2 separate regions of the Anser cygnoides genome follow, and region 1 is linked to region 2. A link is a contact called in public Hi-C data. All regions are on one chromosome and are shown on one strand. The core of a region is the stretch at or near the end of the contact, and the rest is flanking DNA. Distances in the headings are between cores, read along the strand shown.

Region 1 (3,853 bases), core at 148-2,647, 100 kb after region 2:
TTTTAGTCCGGCTCTCCCCAGGTTTATGCCTCCTAGCAGCCCTCGCCTGGTGGGTTTGATGAAGTGGAGCAAGGCGCTTGCTGGCCAGGTTTTTAACGAGGAAAAGGGAAAGTAGCGTGGCAGGGAGAGGGGCTACACTCAGGATCCCCTGTGCTGTTCCCGTTGCACAGGTCAGAGGACTCCTTCAAGCAGTATTTCAGCGAGATGCCCTGGGTAGCTGTCCCGTATGCTGATGAGGCCAGACGATCACGCCTGAATCGACTCTACGGCATACAAGGTAGGAAAGGCCCCTGCGGCTCTCCTTTCTGCTGCTTTTGTTGAATATTTGTGATGTCTCCTCTTGTTTAACTAAAACAAGAAAACAGCAAAGCAAAGCACAGTGCCCCAGGCAGAGCTGCCTCATGTTTCTGCTCTCCACAAACTCACATTCCTACCACCTGCCAGGCAGGCTGTTAGTTGAAACAGGACTTCCATAAACAACCTAATTCTTCCTGGAAACTTGGAAGCTGTTTTTGGCTTGGATTTTTTTTGCCTAATTACTGAGTTATTTATTTTGCTTTTTCTTGAAGGTTTAAATTTCATTTTCTTGCTGTTTTATGTAACGCAAAGGCAGGCGATCATTCTCTGCAGAGGCTGGGGAAGATGGCATCTGGTTTATGTTAGTAACATGAATTACAGAAGAGCGCATGTTTGATGTAAACCATGGCTTTGCCTTTACTGTATGTGTCGGTGCCAGAATCCAGCAGCCTCGGCTGCTCGGAGGGGCAGGGGAGAGGCTCACTCTGTCTGGGTGTTTTCGGAGTGTCCTGAATATGATAAAAGCTCCCAGCAGCCCTCCTGGGGACCAGTGTGTTGTTCACACAGGCCCAAGCTGCACAGCAGAGACACGCAAGGTAAATAGCCGTCGAGGAAGCCTTCCATGTACTTCCATGTATACACAGAGTTTCTACCTGTGGTTAAGGGACTGGAAGATAAAGAGCTGCTGGTCTTGCTGCCGTGTGTGTGTTTCTCAAATGTTTCAGTGCAACGTGGGGGAGCGGGGCAGAGGAGCAGGAGTGTTGCCAAAGGTGCCCCCAGGACCCTCCTGGTGGTCCCGCCCTTCTCTATTTGCCTGTATTGCTTTTGCAAAGCCTCATCAGCAGAAGGGTCCTGGAGTGACCAAACCCTTGAGTGTTTGGTTCAGGTTATTCATCCGTGTTGACTTAACTGGGGTAGTTTTGCTGATATGAGCGTTTGGCTGAAGCCCAGTGGGCAGGGGAAATAATCCTCCTTGGAACCCTCCCCGAACACCCCTTCTGGGGTGAGCTCAGGTGCCATCGCTGCGCTCTGTTCTCTGACCTCAAACCAAGAATAACTGTTAGGTAGCTTTAAATAGCCATCAGTTTGCTTCTTAATTACCTTCCCATGAGGCAAAAGCTTTCCAAATCCATCTGTCTTTTTCCCGGCCCGCTCGCAAACCTCTCCAGTGCCGGTTTCGGCTGAGCTCTGCAGGACTGCTGCCAGTTTCACGGGGACTTTCTGTAAATAAGGTGTCCAGACACGGATACTTCAGCACTGAGTGTGCTGTAGCCAGGGAAACAGTGACAACAGCTTTCCCTTTAACTCCAGCCGCTGTCTCCTTAAATGTCTCTCTTTGTTGTGTGCTGACCTGAAAATGTAAATATTTGCTATTCCCCTGTGCCCTGCTCCCTTCCTCGCCGGCACAGCTCCCATATTACCCCTCTGGTTCTGCACGGCAGGGGTGCTTTTCCAGGGACACTGACCCTGGGATCTGGGCGTGTTTGACTGCAAGCCCTGCTTCACTGTCACGGTTTTCCCATGCAGTAGGAACCTCTCTGCAAAGACAAAGTGCGATGCACAGAGTCACTTTGAAACATGGAAGGGGACCGGTTCCTACCCTGTGCGCTGGGAGAGGAGGAAAGGAGGCTTTGGGGGGAACCTTGTGCTGCTTCCTGGGGGCTCTGGGTTGTTGTTTATCCCTGCACAGGCAATGACTCCTCATCTTCTGCTGATTTTGGAGTGATTGTGGGAGCGCAGCGGCAGGCAGGTGCCTGCCGGTTTGCAGTCTGGGCTGCCGCAGCAGGCTGCCACGCTGGCCATGTCCAAAGCTTTCTGCAAGCAGACCTAGATGTCACGGGCTCGTCTCATCACCACTGGTGGTTATTCCACCTAAATGAAAAATCAGCTGCATGTAATCTGATCTGCCTTTCCTCAGACGGGTGGCTCTCATGCTGCCAAACATCACCTAAGCCCTCTGTAACTGCACCTCTGAGTGCCCCCTTTGGAGCTGTGGCTCCGTGCCAGCAGCGGCGTGTAACCTGTTAAATGTCCAAGTGACCATCCGGGTGGTTTCACACAGCGCTGGGTTTCCAGATCGGTGTTACTGATCTCATCTCTGGTCGTCTTTGTCTGGTGCAAAGAAACAACTTCCTGCAGTTCCTCTCTTCTGTCTTTTTAATGGCCCTGCTAACTTTGTCTTTTTCCTGAATCTCCAGTAAAACTTAAAAATGCTACCGTTCACCTCCAGCATCCCTCGGTTTATTTGTTGCTGTGCTTCTGGTTTTGCTCTTCGAGTGCCTGCTTGGCTTTCCCTGTTTCCTGCGAAACTTGGACAACGCCGCGCTGCTCCCCGGAGCTGCCTTTGTTCTCGGTCCTCGCGCCGCGCGTCCGTGCAGCCCTGCCTTCCCTGCTGGCCTCCTGCGCCGGGCAGCCTCTGCGCAGGAGCACGTGCCTTGGGTTGTGCCTGCAGGGTGGGTTTTCCTCTCATTTTTGTGAGGCTGGCGGAGCTTTTCCGGGAGCTGGGACAACAAAAGAACTTGTCTTCCTGCACAGCGCTGAGCTGCTGAGCGGGGAAAGCAGCAAGACGGTCAGACCTCGTGTTGGTTTAGTCCTCCGTTGGCCCCTACAGCGTTCAAAAACTTAGTGTAAGATGTCAGTTGAGTTATTGGCCTTTATTTGGGTTTGCTTGAATGCCTCTATTCATAACCCCGTGCAGGCAGTGGGCTGTGCCATACCCACCTATATTAAATTGCTGCTGGGTGCAGCACTATCTTGAGAGAGAGTCGTTTCTTGTGTCGTGGCTGCTTGGAAATAATTCTCCATTGTGCGCGCTGCTCCTGGGCTGCGTGGTGCCTGCCGTGGATGAAGTCCCCTCTCTCTCCTTGGGGGACCGGGAGCAGTAACAAATACTGTATTTGGGTGGGAATTGCCCCATGTTGTGTGTCTTAGGAGAGATTTGGGGCTCCTGGAAGTTTCCTGTGGGCTCTGTTGAGGTTCTGTGGGATTTGCAGTTGCTCGGGGGAACTTCAAAACCCGTTGTTTCACCCCTGCCCTGGGCTCTGTTCCAGACACCCGCCGGCCGCTCCGCAGCCCGACTGGGAAGTCACTGCCAGGAGAGGTTTCCTGTACTGGGTTTCTGGAGCTTTCTTCTAAGGAGGTGAAAAAACAGCAATAAAACCCGGTGGTGTATTCACTGAGCATTTTGTTCATGGTGATTTAGATTGCTCAGCCAACAGACTTAACGCAGATGAGATTTCCATGTCGGATATGGGTTTTAATATATAAATAAATAAATGTGTTGCCAGGTTCAGTAACAAATCATTTGGCCCCTGTGTTTTCATAAAATGCTAGCCCCATGAGAACTGAATCCATTTTCTAATGCGCAAAGTCAAACTGAGCCCGTCTATGCTAATTCTCATCTAAAGCTTATACAATATTCATTGCGGAACGTCTGATCTGTGATTCTTCTTGATAAGGAAATTCTGGAGTTGTGACTCACGGCAATTACCAGAGCCCCCAAAAGGCACTAAAATAACAAGCGGTGGCTGTAGGCGAGGAGGGAGGGGGGAATACC
Region 2 (3,745 bases), core at 323-2,822:
CAGAACGTGGCTTTGGGCCTGAGCTGGGGAGCCCTGAAGAAGGCCAAGTGCTATACCACCATGCTAACATGGCACTTAGCTCACAGGACCTACCTGTAAGGCTGTGTGACAGCAGGGGAAGGCATATTCCATGCTGAGTACTTTAAAAGTTGAAGTGCCTTCATGGCCTCCTCAGTGGCACTGCTACAGTTTGGATTTCCCCTCTCCAGGTCAGGCCTAGGGAGCCTCCCTGTGCTGCCTCAGCTTGTTGTGTTAGTCATAGCAGGCTGCCTACTGCCTCTGTGTGGTTTCTACTTGTGAGACCTTCTCCTTGTGTGGAAGCTTTCAGGCTTTCCACTGCCTGTGTGGTCACAGCTGCAGATTTGTCCCATCTTCTGCCAGGCTGGCCACTGTGGCACAGCAGACTTAGGACTTCTGTCAGGCACAGCTGAGAAACTTAGTGAGCATGGGTTTAAATTCAGTGAAACTGATGAGGCTGCGGAAAAAATGTTGGTACAGATCTATTGAGGCTTGTTCAAGCTGCCTTTCAAAATTACTCAGTCTCTAGAACCTGGGTGGCAATAAAAGGACAAACTTGTTTTCTTTTGCTAAGGAAGGACCATGCATATTAGGAAGTAGTATTTCATTCTCAGAGGTTGCAAAAGGGATGTGATACAGAGTCAGAAACCAAGATTTCTGTTCAGCTGTATCCATGCAGTAAATGGTGTAACTGCTTGTTTTCTAGAGATTTTAAGTAGGAGTGATAGGACTTTTTTCACATTTCCTCTGAGAATCTCTAATCTTTGCCTGTTTTCTGAAAAACTAATCAATAAGGGGCCTGATACTAAGCTGATTATATTCCCAAAAGTCATTTAGTTCGAAATTCTTTCGGTCTAATTCTTTTAAAAGTGTTGGTGACTGCTTACACTGCGGTGGTTTGATTCCCTTATCAGGCAGTACACTGAGGTAAACCGGGTCACTGACACTTGGTTGAACTTGGGCAATGCTAATCTGCAGTTTGCGTCTGTGGATTAATGTTCAGGTGTGTGGTTTTGGTCATTTTGTCAAGGGTTGGTTACATAACATGTTTTCCTTTTGCAAGTTCACTGTGTCTCATGGGATATCTCTGTGCTTTAGTGGCTTTTGTACACATTCCAACCCCGCTGCTGAACTTCCTGTTCTTAGCACAGTGGGTTTTCCTAGAACGCTATTTTGAAGTGTGGTAAACAGAGCGGGCTGATTGGCAGGAAGTCGGGGGGATCGGTAGATCGCTGTGATGCATGACGAAATGCTTCAGCTAGTACTGCACTCTCAGCTCGATCTGGTACTAGCCAGTATAAGAAAGGTAGGTAGTAACGAACAGTTCTTTGTCTTCCTCTGTGAAGTGTCAGAGCTAGATTAGGACAAGCTAAGATCACACTGCATGTGGGGAGTTTAGAATCAGTTTATTTGTCAGTTTCACAGATTTTCTCGGACTTTTGAGAATGGTACAATTTAGAGAGAGATCTGTCTACCTCTATTTATCTCCTCTCTCCATACCTTTCTACTTCAGGCATTGTCAGCCTTCAGTATCCCCCCGCAGTGAAACAGCACCTATCCCAGTTCCCACTCAGCTCCGGAATTACCAGCGTATAGAACAGAACCTCTCCTCTACTGCCAGTCCTGTGTCAAACCCCCACGGATCACCAAGGTGAGTATTCTAACTCCTTTTGCTTGGTTCTAGTTTGTATTTGTACCTTCACAGATGTCCATGCTTTCTTACTGATGTCATTTTTTTCTGCACAAGACCATTCTAAGGAGGCATTTTAATGATAACAAGTAATAGTCCTTCACAATCTCAAGGTTGTTGAACCGGCAGTTGAAATTCTTCACTAAAACAAAATAAGCTTGTTCTTTTAGGCAACTGCAACCAAAGAAGATAAAAAGACGAAGTCTCGCTTTTTTTCCCTCCTTTGTGTATTATGCAGCATTACATCATAAACTAGAAAGTAATAAATCTTGTTTTCACACATGCAATGATGAATGCGTTGTTCTGTAGAATATCAAGGAAACAGTTTTTGGCATACTAGTTAACCAGCTTGCCTTAATACAAGGCTCTAGTGTGCTAGACTTATTCTATGCCTTGTGATCTACAGGATTGGGATGGTGAAGGTCAAAGACAAACTCTGAGATCTCTGGAGATCTTTTTTTTTTTCTTAAAAAAAAAAAAGGTTCCTTGCTTTTTTTCAAGATCTTTGATTTTACAGTTGTTTCTACACTTGAGGGCATGCCTTTCCCTAAAATAATCTGTTCTCAGTAGCTGCACTTTACACCAGGTCCAATACTTAAAACTTTGTCTTAATCTTTTTTGTAGGTTCCTTCTTTTTCCAACCATAAAAATGAACGTTTGTGTCAATGCATTTCACTCAGTTGTAAAATTCAAAATTAAATGCCTAGTTGTCTGAATATCAGTAATCCATGTACTAAGGCATATATCTGTTTTAAATTTCTCCAGTTAACAGACTGCTATGGCTTTGAAAGCTACGATCGTAGTGGGAACAAAAGGAATTTTATTTTTCTTGTTTTCTGAATGGAAGGCTTAGCTTAAGTTATTACCTTAATAAGCTTCAGCTTCATGGCTTTCTCTGTAAATATCTTTTTTTTTAATTGATCATTATACTCGTTAGGGGATTCTGAACCTCATCTCAAGGATCCACAGTTGCTATAGCATGCATAACCATTCTTTTCATCTTGTTAGAGCTGGGGTTGTGAGACGCTCAAATACTAGTCCGATGGGCTTCATGAAGATGGGTTCCTGTTCTCCAGTACCAGCTGACACTGCGCAGGGTGTTGGGCGCCGGTTATCCACAGGATCTTCAAGACCATATTCTCCCTCACCGCTAGGTAAGCCCATAAATTCTTCAGGAAGGTTTATGTGGAACAGTTATTCAGAACACTAATTCTTGCTTGAAATTGCCTTAAACTGAAATCTGCTCAACTAGATCATGGTTTCACCAGTGCTGCATACAAGAGGACGATCACTCTTCTCTAGCCCTGCTGGCTGCACTTCTCTAGTCCTGGCATTGGCCTTCTTGGCCACCTGGACACGCTGCTGGCTCATGTTCAGCTGGCTGTTGACAAGCACCCACAGGTCCTTTTCTGCTGGGCAGCTTTCCGGCCACTCCTCCCCAAGCCGATACCACTGCATTGGGTTGTTATGACCTAAATGCAAGACCCGACACCCTTATTGAATGTCACACAATTGGAGTCAGCCCATTGATCGAACTTATCCAGATCCCTCTGCAAAGATTTTCTTACACTCAAGCAGTCACATTTACAGCAATCCATTTCTGTTAAAATGGCTGGTAGAAGTAAGATAAATAGGTTTTATTTTCCTTCACCTTCATTTGTGGATGAAGGGTAAAGCATAAATTCACATTTTGATTTTATTTGCTTAGTTGGAACAATACCAGAGCAGCTTGGACACTGTTGCTGTGGACAGCTTCAAGGGCATGAATCGAGGAGCAGAAACTTCTCAGGTGAGAAACTGGGCAAAGCAACCAGTATGATTTTGGTAAAGCTTCTGCAGAGTTCTGAATGTTTCACTTTATCTGTTTCCTGCATTCTATTCCTACTTTGTTTCTTAATTTCAAACGACTGCAGTGGTATTTCTATTTGTAAAATATCACAAATTGCAGCATGTCTGGTTTTCAGCATTTAAATGGATATGGGAAGTTCTTTGCTTCTGGGTGAAGCGAGGTAATCTGTACTGAGATTTTCTAGGATG

Evidence for each region. A called contact is a pair of places that touch in the nucleus more often than the background predicts.
Region 1: a contact with region 2 is called in a Hi-C map of liver, with 11 times the contacts expected there. The contact joins two enhancer-like sites. A contact is called at or near these places in 2 of 7 Hi-C or Micro-C datasets (both in liver).

Annotation. Positions count from the first base shown.
Region 1 is chr18:9,339,359-9,343,211 of Taihu_goose_T2T_genome, forward strand. NXN (nucleoredoxin) reads left to right here. Exons shown (of 8, transcript XM_066979758.1): 5 at 171-277. Among named protein-coding and RNA genes, the nearest start is that of MRM3, 18 kb to the right of the region's middle. Within about 2 kb of position 1,398, at least 2 of the 3 cell types and tissues checked have open chromatin away from gene starts, as enhancers often do. A contact at or near this core is called in liver, where this site is marked.
Region 2 is chr18:9,238,154-9,241,898 of Taihu_goose_T2T_genome, forward strand. ULK2 (unc-51 like autophagy activating kinase 2) reads left to right here. Exons shown (of 28, transcript XM_048074248.2): 16 at 1,532-1,669; 17 at 2,717-2,862; 18 at 3,417-3,497. Among named protein-coding and RNA genes, the nearest start is that of ULK2, 27 kb to the left of the region's middle. Within about 2 kb of position 1,573, at least 2 of the 3 cell types and tissues checked have open chromatin away from gene starts, as enhancers often do. A contact at or near this core is called in liver, where this site is marked.